Linked DNA regions of Zea mays: region 1 is linked to region 2. The links are chromatin contacts, called in public Hi-C maps. All regions are on one chromosome and are shown on one strand. The core of a region is the stretch at or near the end of the contact, and the rest is flanking DNA. Distances in the headings are between cores, read along the strand shown. Region 1 holds the start of LOC100194152. Region 2 holds the start of LOC103626058.

Evidence for each region. Hi-C and Micro-C count contacts between places; a contact is called where the count stands out from the background.
Region 1: a contact with region 2 is called in a Hi-C map of tassel, with 3 times the contacts expected there. The contact joins the promoter of LOC100194152 here to the promoter of LOC103626058 in region 2. A contact is called at or near these places in 2 of 25 Hi-C or Micro-C datasets (ear and tassel).

Annotation. Positions count from the first base shown.
Region 1 is chr5:19,923,569-19,926,693 of Zm-B73-REFERENCE-NAM-5.0, reverse strand. LOC100194152 reads left to right here and starts at 1,722. Exons shown (of 8, transcript NM_001358906.1): 1 at 1,722-1,921; 2 at 2,471-2,615; 3 at 2,717-2,839; 4 at 2,941-2,984; 5 at 3,078-3,125. The coding sequence starts at 1,863.
Region 2 is chr5:19,626,274-19,629,267 of Zm-B73-REFERENCE-NAM-5.0, reverse strand. LOC103626058 reads right to left here and starts at 1,446. Exons shown (of 3, transcript XM_008646439.4): 1 at 876-1,446; 2 at 115-462. The coding sequence starts at 1,277.

The DNA of each region.
Region 1 (3,125 bases), core at 473-2,972, 300 kb before region 2:
AAGCTAAATCCTGTGTGTTGTGTACATGTGTTGATGAAATATAGTCCTAGATCGTTTGCTGAAACTTCCAGCGGTGTGAAAATTCATTTTTTTTCTTTGTAGAGTAGCTTATTCCTTTCTCTTCATGACAAAGTTGATGGTTTTGTGCCACCCTATACATTTTTTTATTGATGCTAATGTCCACGGGGATGCTTACATTAGGTTTTCATGCTGAAATCTAAGGTTTTGGAAACCTCAGTTTTCGGTCCAAATCCAAAGTGAATTAACAAGAAATAGACTAGTGGATAGCAGTGGGGGCCCCATAGGTACAACCGCTGGTGTCGGACTGCCTGCACTCGGGTGATTAGCTCTCGCTCGTAGGCTGCCAACTTCAAATGTGGTGGCGCGAAGGGCTAGTCCACTTCAAATGTGCCGTCCTTCTTCAACTAAATTTTGAAGACTGTCCACAGTGGTTACCTCTAAATTTTTCCTCATCTTGTGGTGGCGCGAAGGGCTAGTCCGCGTAGTCCCTAGACCAAACAAGGTTGGGTCTTGGCTGGGGCTCCTCAGACTGTCCACAACGGTTACCTCTAAATTTTCCCCCCTATATCACTTTTTGCGTCACATCATCAACATTTCACCCCCTACTTTTTCATCCCCCGCAGCGGTTTCCCCTATTTTCTCCCCATATATCCCACTACAACTATAAAATATTATTTCATATACTACTTTTTATCTACTATCAATTTTTCTTCTACTAACAATTAGAGCCGGACCCATAGCACAGTAGAAGGGGGAGGAGAAGAGTGCGCGCTGCATCCAACGGGAGAGAGAAGAGGAGGACACATGCGCTCTATCGTGGGGGCACCGTAGGGGGCAGCGCTGCGGCGTATAGGGGCTGTCTGTTGCCTCTACGGGAGGGGAGGGAGAGCGGCCACGGGAGCCGCTGCACACAGCCTCACCTTACCTGTTTAGGGATAGTTTAGTTGATACCCTTGGAGCGGTCGAGTCAGACTCTCTTGATCATATGTAATCTTTGTTTCAGTTTCGGTGTGGTGTGGATGATGATCTTGCTCAGCAAGATCCTCATCTTGTATGTAGGACTTTCTTTTCTCTCTAATATAAAAGATGTCCAGCTCAGTTTCATCAGATTAGTCGGGCGATCATCCAACAATTGATTAGGATTAGCGCAAGAAAAATACTTTTTTAGATAATGGATCAGAATTTCGGCTTTCGCTTATTTAGAGGGTAAGACCAAGTTCACACAACTTGAAATAAATCTAACAGATCACAAAAATAGGACAAAACTGTAAAGCTAAAGGCTTGTTTGGTTTATGGTTAAATATGTCACACTTGGACTAATTAGTCATTCGAATTAAATAAATAAACTTAGACATAAAAGTTAGATAAAATGTGGTAAGTTAGGGCCAACCACCTGGGGAGAAACAGGAGTGAACTACGGTGCAGCCTTTGGGCGGATTCTGCTGAAGGTGGCGGAGCTTTGCTTGCCTTCTCCTGTTTGACCGATGGAAATGGCCTTGTTCCCTTGCTCCGTTGTTCGTCGGGCTCGCTCGTGGCGCACACGCTTGTCCGTGGGCATCGACCACCGGATTTTTCTGGACCACCCGAGGTTCTTGGAAGGATTGGACGTACAGGAACGGCAGAGAAAGACAGAGCGCCTCACGTGCCTACCGTGGACCAGGTCCAGGGGTGGGTTGGCAGGTTGCTGAGACTGAGAGCACGGGACCGTGAAGGCGTGAACCGAGCCCACCCACCAACCAAATTCCGCGAGACCGCGACTGCTTCTCCATCCTTCCACGAACTAGACGAGGGAAGAGCGCTGAAGCTGTGGAGGAAAACGAAGGATCTCCCCGTGCTTGTGTATGCCAGGTCGCCTGCTCTCCGTCCGCATCCCGTCCCTCGCGAAACTCGGCGCTCCCAGGTTCGGTTCTTTTTTGTTGTTGTTGTTTTTTTTTTGGGTAGAACAACGATTTCATCCTAGCTGGTTGGGAAATATATTGTTGTATTGCCTAGTAAAAGAAAATCTTGGTAACACTGGTTGAAATAAGTTTTGGATACGGCCATCTTGGCCAAATCGTGGGATTAACTGTTAAGTTTAGGTGGATGAACCATGAACCAACATGGACCACACTTCCTTTCTGGAAAGGGAGCATATGCCCTTGCCTCTCGGTGTCATGTAAATTCTTGTGGAGTTGGCCAGCAGCCAGCTAGTTTGGCTAACAACTAGTTGTACTGTAGGCTTAGCTAACAAATTAGCTCACTTATTAGCCTCCTGTTTGGATGAGCTAGAGCTAATTTGATCTAAAAATTACCTGACTAACAAGAGCACTTGACTAACAATTAGCCCTATGCTCCTAACAGAGCCTAACTCAGCTACACTGACTAATCTGCAAAGGAATGACTAACAAACATATAAATCCCCCCCATCACTGACCAATCTGAATATTTGCTGCCGAAAACTGTATAGCAGGTGTGCAAAATCCATGGCTTCAGACACTGGCAAGAAGCTCATCCAGATCGATGTGAGCTCGGACACAGTATGCCCTTGGTGCTTTGTCGGCAAAAAGAACCTCGAGAAAGCGATGGAGCAAAGCAGGGACAAGTTTGACTTCGAGGTTTCGCTCCCCCTCTTCAGATCCCCGTCATGATCCCGGTTTCAGAATTCTTGTTTACGCGGGTGCCAACCCTGTGTCTGTCTGCTTGCTTTGCTTGGAAGGTCCGCTGGCATCCGTTCTTTCTAAACCCTGATGCGCCTAAGGAGGGCGTCAGGAAATCTGACTTCTACAAGGCGAAGTTTGGTCCTGTTCAGTATGAGCGTGTCATTTCTCGCATGGCCGAGGTTTCTTCCTGTGAACTTGCCTTAGGGTAGAATTTGCTCGCTTTTGCGCAGAAGGTGTTTAGAGCTGCTGTCCTATTTTAACGTGTGTGCTTGTGTATCAGATATTTCGAGGACTCGGGCTTGAGTATGACATGTCGGGGCTGACGTAAGTATATGGTTTTGAAGATGTGGTTTGCGTTCATCTTTCATGCCATGCAGCATCTTTTATTGGTTTGCTGATGTAAAGATTTTAATCCAGAGGGGATACGATGGATAGTCATAGGCTCATAGCACTTGCTGGACACCA
Region 2 (2,994 bases), core at 197-2,696:
CATCACTCAGGATATATATAGCTGAGTAAATCTGAACAACCATGTTCTATGGGACTGTGGCTGAATTAGCACTGAAAACCAACAAAACAGGGACATGGACAGCAACAGCCATACCTGAAGGGCACGGCGAAGCGGACGAACAGGGCCCTTGGCAGAATGGGCACCGAGCCATGGTGTGTGCCGCCACACGAGCTTGCCGTTGCATCCCGCGTGCACCTTGCTCCCGCGGACAGCCAGCTCGATGTACCACATCTCAGGGGCCATCTGCCACAGCACGAAGCGGCCAGGCTCGCCGCCGCGTCCAGCGCTGCGGTTCTTAGTGAGACGGCCGGCGGTCTCGAACTCGGTGGCCACCATGCGTACCTTGCCCATGGCGTAGGTGCTGCGCAGGGAGGCCAGGAGCTTGTGCCCTCCGGAAGCCGCGAGGTACTGCTGCAGGATGTACTGCGCGGACGAGGTTTCCTGTGGACAAGCACATCACACCCAAAAAAAAAATCATAAATTTATTAAAAATCTGGCATATAACAGCAAACAGTGAATTAACACATACTACCAGGCAACAGCGGTGAAAAAAACAATCAGTCATATATACCAGTCCTAAAGAGCAGTCAAAGATCCTGGTGACCAGACATGCAGACATTGTAGTCACTAGTAACGAACTCTTTTACCGCACTGTAACACTAGTAACGAACTTTTTACAGTCTACAGGGCCCACGAATTCAAGGAAACTCGGATACATACACCCATGAAAACCTTGGCACCGGCATTTCGTCGAACAGTTGATTGCAAAGGAACGTGGAGCAAACAAGTGGGCAGGGGGGGAAAGGAAGAAAAACACAGCAGCAGCAGCGTGACGAGACGAGAGAAGCGCTTACGATGGGAGTGTCCTTGACGCTGAGGTGCGGGAGTGGCTCGGCGGCGCAGACGCGGACCGGCGCGAGCGGCGCAGCCATAACGCCGAGGAGCATCCTGATGTCGCTGCGCAGCGCGACCGCCGAGGACGGGGCCCGCGCGAACTGCACGCGCACCCAGTGGCCCCAGCCTTCCTTCCTCCCGCGCGCGGCACCTCGGCGGCCGCTGCCGTCCCCGTCGTCGCTGGGCTCCGGATCGGGCCCCTCCATGAGCGGCGCCAGCATCTCGCCGGCGCCTGCCACTCCGGTGAAGCTGAGCGCGGCGGCCAGGTCCGTGGCGTCCGGCTTGCGGCGCGCCCGCGCCGGCGACAGCCCGCGCGCCACCTCCTCCCGCAGCGCCGCGAAGAAGCCGTGCCGCCTTTCCATGGATAGATAGGGCGGAGGGCAGAAGGGGACCTTTTGGCGAATAGCGGAAGCTTGGTGGGCGTCTGCGGAGCGCGCAGTGTTGTGGCCGAGAGGAATGAGAGCGACGGGGGGGACTGGGTTGCGAATTTATCGGGAGGCGTGGGCTGCAGAGGAGAAAAAGGTGAGCTGTGGGCACGGGGTTTGCAGGCTGGGAAGCGTGATAGCCGAGTGGAGGGAGGCAGTATACAGCTGCGGATTCCCGTCACCATCTCCAGGTGTGCTCACCGCTCCCTGGTGTCAGTGTCAGTGTCGCTGCTGTAGCCGCCGGTTTTGAGGGCCTGTCTGCGCACTTTTCTCATCTTCTCCTATTGTATGGTTACTACTTATTTACATTTGCTTTTAGTCTTTTACTACATATTTAGTAAGGTTTTGGGGGGCCCAATAAGTGAGCGATACACTACTAGTCGCATAGCATGTGTATTAGGGTGATAACTCTTTGAATGGCACACTTATTCAAGGTTAGTATTCAAATGTGGCACAATAATGATTGGCAAACAATACATTGACGGGATGAATTGGTGGACAGGATCAACATGCACACTCCACAACAAACCTAGAAGCTAGCCATGATGCTAACGAGTGTGTAGTACATATTATCCGTGCATGAAAATGGTAAGAACCGTTTATACTTGATCAGCTGTGGTGATGATTATTGGATAGAATCGGTACCCCAAACAACATAGATCGATAAACCAGAAAAGTTGGCAACGCGTTACTAGTTGCACGCCGTTTCGATCGACGGTAGCAACGCTCTGAACGGCACGAGTACGGAGTATCTGAGGTCGGTGAGTTAGGGGTCCCAGGAGTAACGGCCATCGACCAAGTAATGTGCCGATAAGATGACATGTGGATAAAAACCAACATCTACACTCCATGAAAACTTGAGAGATACGAGTCTACTTGTTGCACATGATATAGTATTTGCGAGCGACAAAGGTAACGAATTAATGTTGAGAATCAATAAATTTAGATTATGATTTGTGGATTGAAACGGTATCCATACAACACCACCACGAAACTAAAAAGGTAGCAATGCACTATTTGTTGCATGCCACACATACCGCGGGATGGATATGACACGTGAGACACATATCAGGGCATGAATGCCTGGAGGGCTCGTTACTTATACCTAATTTGGAATCGTAGTGAATCCCCTCACCCTCCACCAGTGAGCTTGTGAATTGCTGGCACTCAGGGTTGGCCACCTCTATGGCAACCAATATGAGATGAGAAATGTAGACCATTAGAGGAAGGACATATATTTGAACTGTTATTGCTTTGGGGCTTCACCAGGTCTATTCGAACTATCCTTAATGGGCTTGCCTTTTCACCCTTCAACTAACCCTGACGTCTGTCTAACATTGACACGTGGACCCTCGGTCCGTTGCCAACTCGCTCTCGGTATCGTGTCCTAGCAACCTACTGCCACTGACACCTCATTACAACTAACACCATTACCTTGGAACCCCCACTAGCCACACTTGCTTTCACTCTTCCCATTACTGATGCAAAACAGTGGGCCGGCCTTCTAGTGCTTGTCGTCGACCCAAGTGCTCGTACCGAACAACCTTAATGTTATCTAACAACACTTTCACTTTTTACGTCGACATCTCGTCACCGAGCCACCGCCAAAACGTCTTGTTAGCTCCTCCATCGTTGTGCGGCGGGCCTCGAACGT